Linked DNA regions of Rattus norvegicus: region 2 is linked to region 1. A link is a contact called in public Hi-C data. All regions are on one chromosome and are shown on one strand. The core of a region is the stretch at or near the end of the contact, and the rest is flanking DNA. Distances in the headings are between cores, read along the strand shown. Region 1 overlaps Irf2 (interferon regulatory factor 2). Region 2 holds the start of Irf2 (interferon regulatory factor 2).

The links. Hi-C and Micro-C count contacts between places; a contact is called where the count stands out from the background.
Region 2: a contact with region 1 is called in a Hi-C map of liver, with 2.7 times the contacts expected there. The contact joins the promoter of Irf2 here to the enhancer-like site in region 1. A contact is called at or near these places in 10 of 12 Hi-C or Micro-C datasets (the A7r5 cell line, Schwann cells, frontal cortex and 5 more) and 1 of 1 datasets of contacts at active chromatin or transcription factors (oligodendrocytes).

Annotation. Positions count from the first base shown.
Region 1 is chr16:52,175,070-52,180,133 of GRCr8, forward strand. All of the region lies in intron 7 of Irf2 (interferon regulatory factor 2), which reads right to left. Among named protein-coding and RNA genes, the nearest start is that of Irf2, 100 kb to the right of the region's middle. Within about 2 kb of position 1,427, at least 38 of the 93 cell types and tissues checked have an H3K27ac peak or open chromatin away from gene starts, as enhancers often do. A contact at or near this core is called in the A7r5 cell line, Schwann cells and liver, where this site is marked.
Region 2 is chr16:52,279,771-52,284,336 of GRCr8, forward strand. It overlaps Irf2 (interferon regulatory factor 2), which reads right to left and starts at 2,816. Exons shown (of 9, transcript NM_001047086.1): 1 at 2,708-2,816. It overlaps LOC120097385 (a long non-coding RNA gene), which reads left to right and starts at 3,924. Exons shown (of 3, transcript XR_005494732.2): 1 at 3,924-4,566.

The DNA of each region.
Region 1 (5,064 bases), core at 177-2,676:
CAACGATGTAACTATTCTCTGAGCATGCTCACATCGTCGTGGAAGACTCAGCCTGTCTTTTATGGGCACTCTCTTGCTTGCCCGCAGTGTTAGGAAGGCCCGCACAGCAAATTTAAGTAAGGGCTGCTTCCAGGTAAAAGCTGGCAAGAAACTGGGAATCTCTGCTCTTCCCCACTTGCAAGGAATTCAGTTCTGGCCAATGCCTCGGGAAGCTACTGGCTCAACAGTTGAATCTCAGATGGGTTGCAGCATTAGCCAAAGCTTGGTGACAGGTTAGCAAGGCTCTGCTGCAAAGGACCCAGCTAAGCCATACCTGGATCCCCAACCCAGAAACTGAGTTTTTACTGTGGGAATATTATGTTTATGGCCATACTGTTCCAGAGCAAGAGATAATATAAACCCGATTGGACCTGCCAGCTATGAGGCACGGAGAGCAGTTCTTAACCACAGTGAGCTACAGTTACCTGTCACCTTCAGTGAGGATTGGAGGATGAGGGACAGAGCGTTTGGGGGTTTTGAAAGGCCCACCACAGAGCTGACATACAGTGCCTGTGATGTGATTGCTTTTTAACACTGAGTTTGCGTGTTGGGCTGGATTCAACAGAGTCTAATTCAGTAACTGGCGATCGCGCATCATCTGTATGTTGTTTTATAAATTAAAAAATAAATGATACTGAACGGGTTTTTTTCCTGATGTTTAACGACATTGCAAAAATTAATGCATAGAGGGTAGAACATCTAAAATTCGCAGACTTTTGTGGGTCATTTTGCCATTTCATTTATTTTGCTGACAAGAGCTGGGCATTTGTGAAGATCTATGACTAGACTCTACTTGGAGCCTGTATATATAGGTCTTGTTCATCCTTACCAGGATCCTAAATCAGAAAACAGCTGCTCTCATCTGGCAATATGTTCTCCTTCATTCAGAGCACAGCCCAGGGACCAGGCTCTCTGCATATAGCAAATTGAAGAACAAAGGGACAAACTGGTCCCCCCCCCCCCCCAGTGCATTTCTGAGACAGGCAGCAAGCACTTCAGATCCAAACGTCTCCTCCAGGAAGGGATTTGCATCAGCCCGAGCCACGGTTCTTCAGAGACTTCAGACAGGCCTGGGAGATTGCCCAGGCTGACCAAAAATCAACTTTTGTCCCTCCACCTCACAATGTTCTGCCCAACACATCCCCATGTAGGGGTCACGAATCCCACTGCAAAGCCCAAGTTTTAGCTAACAGTGATCTGAGCTATGGAGACGCACTGACAATAGGCACCAGAAATGTTTTCAGGCAGAAGTAAACGAAGACCAGAAAAGGAAACTTCTCTCCAAACACAAAAGCCACATCAGTTCGGCCTCCAGAGGAGGCAAGAGAGTCACTTCCAAGAGGAAGGAAAAAAAAATGGGGAACGGAGATGTTGAGAACCTTGCCAAGTGGTGGACTGAGTCAGCAGAGGGTAGAAAACTGAACTGTCCTTTGGATCCCAGAGTCACAAACAGCACAGAGGCTACCTCCCTGCTGGCAAACCGCCAAGAGCTCCTTCCTATTTTCCTGCTTGGTTTTGTTTGTGCTCTGAGGCCTAAGTTTCCCTTCCTTCCACACATACCAGGCACACTCTCATCTTAAAGACTCTCCATAAATTCTAAAGTCTCCCATGCCTTTCCCCTTCAAATAAAAGCAAACACACAAAAGATAGCAGGAGATTCAAAGAAAGAAGCTGTTGACACCAGGGTTCTAGGGTCCCACAAGTCCAACCCACAGTTGTTGGAAGCTTTGGAAGTTAGATGCCAGGTTAAACTCCTCCGTAAGACTTTGAATAGACCTGGAGGGGAATAAGAATGTTAATTTCCTGTAAATACTCAGCATTCAACTAGAGGACTAAAGTTGTGGCTAAGTAAAGGTACACATATTTTGCCCTTGTGTTTTTGGCTGACACAGACGCTGACTGGAGAAAATCATTTCTAAATTAAATTCAATGGTCTGTGTCATGGTTGTGGAAACCCTCCACTTCAGGAATTGGGCATAAGGGTTTGGATCTTAACTGTCCCCCAAAGGCTCAAGTGCTGAATATCTAGTCCCCAGATGACAGAGACACTGGAATGGGTTGGAAACTTTAAGAGGTAAGACCATCACACTCACACCTATGCAGGGGATACGGGGACCCTAGCACTTCCTGTCTTTTCCCCCTTCCCTTCCACCATGGTCTGAGCAGCTTGGCTCCGCCACATAGTCCTGGCCATGCTGTTCTGTTCTGTCACAGTCTCAAAGCTCTTGAAACTGTGAGCTACACCATCTTTAGCTCTTTTAAAGCTGATTGCCTTGCGTGTTTTGTTACAGCACCGTGAGGCGTGCTATGATACCAGTTTCTAACCCTTTTTTGAGAAAGTGGCCTTGAGGGGCCTTCAGCCTAGGGGATGCAGGTGCTCACGTCTGAGGATCCTAAAGCTTGCTCTCAGAGAATGGCGGGTTTTATCACTATTCCTGCACAGTCGGCTCCAAGTCCTCAGTTTTGTTCTCTTGACTTTCATCCACCATGGCCATTTCCGGAATGACTCTTTACATGACAAATGAGCTCGCTGTAGCTGCAGCTTCCAGATCAATATGACTGCCAAAATGTCATCGTGGATTATGTCACTTCCCTCTTTTATTAGTTTGGATACTTTTCAAACTGACTTCCAATACAACGGGATAAAAAGGATGGAAGTTACTTTGCAAGAGTGGTCAGAATAAGCTGAAATATCTACGTATTAGGAGCAGATACAGGAATAATTGATTTAACCTTTCCAGTCTGTTTTCCAACAAGCAGCTAAAGGGAAGAAAGTGATTTGGACTTGGATCAGATAACCCAAGGGCTCTCCCAGAGCAACAGTTCCAGAATCTTGCCACTTCAGCCCTAGTTTTAACATCTGCCTTGGAATACATATTGCCAAACTACCTTGAGAACATCCTCGGGAGGGAGATGATATATTTTATGGAATGCATTATTGCGTTATGTGATATCTGATATATTTTCTGGAAGGTTCTATTTCCACCAAATCTGATCAGCATTGATTTTTTTTCCTGCATAATTTCCTCAGTTAAGTTGACTAGGAGGATGTAACTGATCACTCAGCCGCTCAAATCAGTGTCTTCTCAGTCTCCACACCAATGCGCCTTTGCCTCGTTCATGACATACATAGGGGTCCCGGAAGGATGGTGTGGTTGGTTGCCCACACAGCCTCTCTTCTCTTGATTATATAGCCAATTAATTCCTATTATGCTTCTTACTCAAACCTGTTTTCCACCTCCCTATCTGCTGAATCACCACCATGGCTTTCTTTTACTAAACCACCAACAATCTACTTAAATAACTAGACAAATGAGGCATACGGTCACATCACAGCACAATGAGGGCGGGGATATAGACTAGTGGTGGAGCACTTGCTCCATCACGCCCAAAAGCCTTGGGTTTGATCTTCAGCACTGCAAAAATAAGTAAGTAAACAAACGAACTAAAGAAAGAAGCAAGGTAACTATGCCTTAATGCTTCTCCAGGCCAGGCTTTGAAACAAACTTCCCCACTATGAAAATTCTACGAGTCAAAGCATTTTCCATCATCTTAAACTACCTGATGCAAATACTTCCTTCCACCCAACTCCTTCTCACCCTCACAGTTAAATCATACACCAGAAGACAGATATGTAAACTTGAATGTGGTTTTGTGATAACCCTAGTGATCCATTGATAATATTTCTGTGATCCCTAGAGGAAAACTAGACCAAAACAGGCTTCAAATGCAAAACATTGTTTCCTTAACAGGTGAATGGAGGTGGTTGACCTCTGGAAGAACAGTCTGCACAAAGGAACTCTTCTGGGAGCAACAAGCAAACAGCCTATGCTACTGATGGCCATACAATGAAAGGATGAGAACAGAGAGCTACAGAACGTTATAAACTTTCTGACCGGAACACCTGTACTAGCAGAGAACTTTTCATCATGTCTCCAAGTCTAGAGAAGAACCAACAGGGAAAGATTTTTGGCTCCATCCAAAAGAGCTTTCTCTATAAGATTCTGGAGAATTCTGGCAATGAAAACAATAGATGAACCAAATAGGAGGCTGGAAAGCAGGGCTCTCACAGAAATTCATCCTGCCTCCCACCCTGGAGCTAAAACCCTTCCTCGGAAATCTATGCAAATGTCCCAGAATGCGGGATGAAATTTTCATTTCTGTCTATGTGCATCAGCTGTTCTCAGAACGCCTCTGCTAAGGCAGAATGTCAATGCTGACAGAACAGAAAGAAGAAGGTCTTTCCAAAAATCACAAAGGAAACCTCATACAACAGTGAAACCCGGGGCTACATTAAGGCTCTGCCCCTCAAGCCCCAGTCCCTGCATAACCACAGCAACAGCTGGGTAACTTAGCAGAAAGCCATGGATTTAGCCTTAGCATAAACATTTTGGTCTACCTCGATGGTGGGTCCTTTGACAATCAAACGAGACGACAGCATGTGACCCTTTAGCACTGTGCTGTGTGGTTAAGAACATCAGACACTAGGTCACTAGTTTTTCCTTCCTAGACTCATATTAGCCTTGGAGTCCTCGTTTTTGAGAGGAGAGAATGACATTTATTCCTTTGATAATTAAGCAAGTCAATCAGTACTGACTCTTACAGGCATTTAGCACAATCTCCAGAGCCCCAAAAACATACAATAAAGAAGAGAGGACACATATGAGTTCAAACTATGTCTGGTGAATGAACGGCGAACAGCAAGTTGGTAATAATGGTAAACCTGTTATATGCATCTTACCACAATTAAGAAAGCAAACTGAAAAAGAAACCTGGCAGTTACTGAGTACGAGTTGATTTATCTGCTGATAATTTGCAAACACCTGATGCTGGGATGAACTCTGCCACATGAGTCTGTCCCATCATCCAAAGAGTGCAGACAAGCTCGGGGAGAATGTGATCCATTTGCTGGAACTGATGGGTGTTCCCATGCCCGGGCCTCAGTGATGACTCAGGAGTTAGATTTCCTAATTGTGACTGAGTTCCAAAAGCTTAAGGAGATGGTCAGGAACTGAGCATCAGAAT
Region 2 (4,566 bases), core at 1,566-4,065, 110 kb after region 1:
AAGACCACTCATTGAGAATGAAATATGTGTTTAATTTTAAGAAGCGGTAACAAATCATAACAGACAAGATCTCTTGGATCCAAGTGCAGGCCAAAATCTAACTTCTTACACAGCAAGCTAGACTATAAATTATAATCATTCACCAATTACAGTGAAATTCCGGCCTTTGCCCCACCAATCAATAGATGTTCCAACGTTACCCCTTAGAGATGCCAACTCAAGCCCTAAATAGCCCATTTGCTTGAAGCTGCCTCAGAAAAGCCAAATGCCAAGATTGTATTGGTTTCTATTTTTATGACACACACGCACACACCCCTACACCCCCAAAAAGAATGAGAGTTGAGAAAAATCACAGAATCCTGAACTTGTATGAGTGGTTAAGTTAAACAGGGCAACCTCTGGGGCCCTGCCCTGACCAGACAGTGTGCATCTGTCTACCATGCAATCATCTACCTTCTAGAAACGGTAGGCTAACATACCGGTCCCTGCACCTGCCCTTAAGCACCAGAAGTGCAGACTGCTAATTTCAAATGTTACTTGCAGTCAAGTAGATGGAGGACGGGGAGTGGGGGGGGAAGGAAGAAGAAGGGAGAAGGAAGAAGAAGAAGAAGAAGAAGAAGAAGAAGAAGAAGAAGAAGAAGAAGAAGAAGAAGAAGAAGAAGAAGAAGAAGAAGAAGAAGAAGAAGAAGAAGAAGAAGAAGAAGAAGAAGAAGAGAGAAGAGAGAAGAGAGAAGAGAGAAGAGAGAAGAAGAGGAGAAAAGAGGAACAAAAAACAAGCAAACCAAACCAACAAAACTAATAAATGACTTCAGGCTTGATGACAAGCTCCTGTAATTCCTGAAAATGCACAACATCCTCCAGAGCCATTCATCAAGAGCAGCCCCGAGTCCCAGCCACAAGGCGGCCAGTGGCAGCAAGCTAACCCCAGCACCACTTTGCCTCCCTTGCACAGAAACAACCAAGGAAGGACAAGGAGTGCCCACACAGGAGGGAGGAGGGAAGAAAAACATGTCCCCCAAGTTTCAAACACACTGGGGTTAAGGACCTGCAAACCAGCTCGCAAACGAGTGACAACCTCGTCTGCCAATCCCGGGGGTCTTATTTACATCCGACCACCAAGGATCTCGCCTCCACCGACTGATCCGGGCGTCTCACCTGGTGCCGGAGCACAGTACTGGATCGCGGCTGAGGCTGCCAGCCTCCTTCCCTTCCCTGCTCTTCAGGGACGAGAGTGGCAAACAGTCCGAGACTCGGGGCCCAGCGGACAGCGTCCCGGGAGTCGGGGCCCTGTGCTCTCGCGAAGGCTTCCCGGGCCGCTCAGGGGAGCCGGCCCCCAAGGCCGAGCGACAGGGACTGGCCGGACACCGCGATTGGCCGCGGCCCGCATCGCTCGCCCAGAGAGCCGGGCCGGTGGGGCGGAGAGGAAGTGGTGGCTGCCGCTCTGCACCAACCATGTTCGGCCGGCGGGCGAATGTCACCCGGCACCCGGAGCGGGTCGGAGGGCACAGGGCGGGCACTCGGATTCCCACCGCGTCCGGGAGCCCCCAAGCGCTCGCCAACCTCCCCCCACCAATGCCCGCCCGTGGGGCGCCGCTCGGTCCCCGGAGGCTCCCCGCCCCCACACTTCGCCCGTTCCATAGCCAAGGCGGGTCCGGGCCCAGCGCGCCAGGCCGGCCCCGGGGCGCCCGCGGGGACCCGGAGGCGCTCGCAGCTAGGCCGCGCCGGAGTGGGTGACCCCTCAGCGCGGAGCCCTCCTGGGACGCGCCTCCTGGGCACCTCACGCGCTGGGACAAGTGCAGTGACAAAGCCCAGAGGCCAGGCCAGGCGCTGGCCGGCCGGGAGGAGGACGCAACGTTCCTGGCGAGTGGCAGCGGCCCAGTCCCCAGGAAGCCGGGCGCACCGGCCAGGCCCGCGCCCAGCCGCGCGCGGAGCCCGCCGGGCCCGAGTGGCCGCTGGCACCCGACACCCGACGCCAGTCACCGGACCCCAAGCTCCGCGGACGAGCGCATCCTGGGACCGCCTAACGGCAGCCTTCAAGTTTACAGTGGTCACTGCCCGGGCACGGGCAACTAGGGACCGCGGGTGCCAGTGTATTTATACCAGAGACCGCCAGGAAAGAAGGGCCGCCGGGCACCGAGAAGAACCCGGTTCCCTTCCTCGAACCTGGTGGCGACAGTGTCTGTAAACACACACACACACACACACACACACACACACACACACACACACACACACACACACACACACACACACAATTTTATTTTAAATGAGGCCAGACTCCAGCGGACCTGTACCCACAACGCACGACACCTGGAGCGCAGAAGCACACAGAGCAGATCTGCGTCCATGGAGCCACCTCTTCTCATCTGCAAATCCAAAAGTGAAATTAAACCTCCACTAACCCCCTCCTCCTCCTCCTCCTCCCTCTCTACCTCCTCCTCCTCCTTGCAGCCTCAGCGGCCCCAGCACCAGCAGCACCAGCAGCAGACCCCTGCTTCCCCTAAAATCAGATGATCCATAACTGCGCCGACTCTTCCTCCAAAAATTGGTATTAATATTTATGAACCCCGGCATTTTCCGTCTGCAAAACATCGTGTCAAAGCATCAGGACGCACATACATGCATAGCTCCTCCTGTCCCCATCAACATGCTTTCGAGAGAAAACACACGCACAGCCACAAGTATTATTTGAAAAAAAAAATGTTACCTCTCAGTGTGCTTTTTTTTTTCACGCTACCAATACAATCCCGCAAGGTGTAAGTGTTGTTAGGGTGTGTAAAATGGAAATGAAAGCCCGTCAGTTGAATAATCGCAGGAGCAAAACTAAAAGTTACTCCCCGGCTTGCCTGAGAACAGTCCAGATCGAAAGCAAAACAAGGAGAGGAAACTGCGAGGAGCCGAGGCTGGAAATCCCCCCCACCCCCGCCCTCTCCCGGCCCCGCTCCCTCCCTCGCTCCCCCTCCGCCCTCCTCCCTCCCCGCCCTTCCTCCCCAGTGTTTGTTTCAAGCTTGTGCAACCCGGAGGTGGAGGCAGAGGGAGGGCTCCAGCCACCAGCCGGGAGGTGCGGAAGTTCGCCGCCGCTGTTCATTGGTGGCCTACGCGGCTTTCATCATTTCTCGGAAAAGTCAATTTCATTTTCACTTCCCCACGTCGCGGCTGCGGGGAGCAACAAGCGGCAGCACGTGAGTGTGGGGCTCGCGCGCCGAGGGGCGCGCGCTTTTCACCGCGGCCACGCTGGGAGTGTGGGCTCCAGAAGTGGCCGGCCAGGCGCTGGCTAGCGAGCTGGCCACCACAAGGTGGCCGTAGGGAAGGACGGAGATACCTGATTCTGCATCCTACCTGAAGGTGGAGACGGACCAGACAGAGCCTGGGAAGCCTGGGGAACCTTCCCGACCTGTGGGTTAAGTGTTCAGAACCGCTGTGCTCGGGCTGCATATACAAACTCATCTTGGAAAGTCTCCTGCTGCAAAGGAATGTAAGGAACGAAGTCAGCTGAAAAGAAGGCATTACTTGCACCCCTGCTTTATTGGATCTCCTACTGGGGGACAGGGGGGAGTGAGGGGGGCTGAAGGACTAACCTGGCACTCTGTGTGGAAGTCTAGGATGGCTAGGAAGGCCTTTCCCTAGTAAGTCACTCTCCAAAGTTACTTCATGCCCGTGCCATACACATTCCGTTTCTGCAAGATGAGATGGACTACGGTGTGAGTTACTTGAATTTAAAATGTCTTGATTGGAGCTGGTTCTGGAGCGAAGGCTTAATGCTTAACTCCTTACCGAGTTCAAATTTGACGACGTTATTAGTTGGACACCCTTGACTGCTGCCCTCAGTGCTGTGCGGTGGAGACAATACAGAATGCAAGAAGAGGGCCTATGACAGGTGCAGCGGCCAAAGCCTATTGGCTCTACTAGGCCAGCTCGCTTGGAACCTCCTCCTCTCTTGTCACTTAGATTTAAAAGTATTTCCTTATAGTTACACCTGCTTCTTGCCTGCTTTACAGTTTCCTCAGCCCTCCACCAGCCTTCTCTAGCCGCTAGAGAAAGCCCCATCCTAGGAGACTGTCACTATGTATGTGTAAACCTCTGAAAAATAAGTCTACCTCCTCTTTGTCACAGAATTACTGGATTCCACAGACATAGGGAAAAGGAAAGTATCCATGCACTTGTGGAAGGATATGGCTGAGATTAAGGACCCTGCCTTGTGGTCTCAAAATAGATCCCTCTTGCACACAGTGTCCTTTATTTCTCCCATAATAACACTGTGCAATCCTTCCTTTTATATTTCATATATCAATTACCACAGGAATACACAAACTGCAAGGTAGTTGTCCGTCTTTACTTCCAGGCACCTAAGTCAAATAACCATAGGTCATTTTTTTTTCTGGCTTCTTGTGTGTATTGGTGAGTGTGGTACTTGTGTGCATGTATGTAAGTCATGGACTCACAGAGACTAGAGTATCCTGTTCGGTTGTTGTCTACATTATTGATTTGAAACTAGAACTAGGCTGGCGGCCAGCTTCTCCAGCAATCTTCATGTCTCTGCTAGCCACAGCACTGGAATTAAGTGGG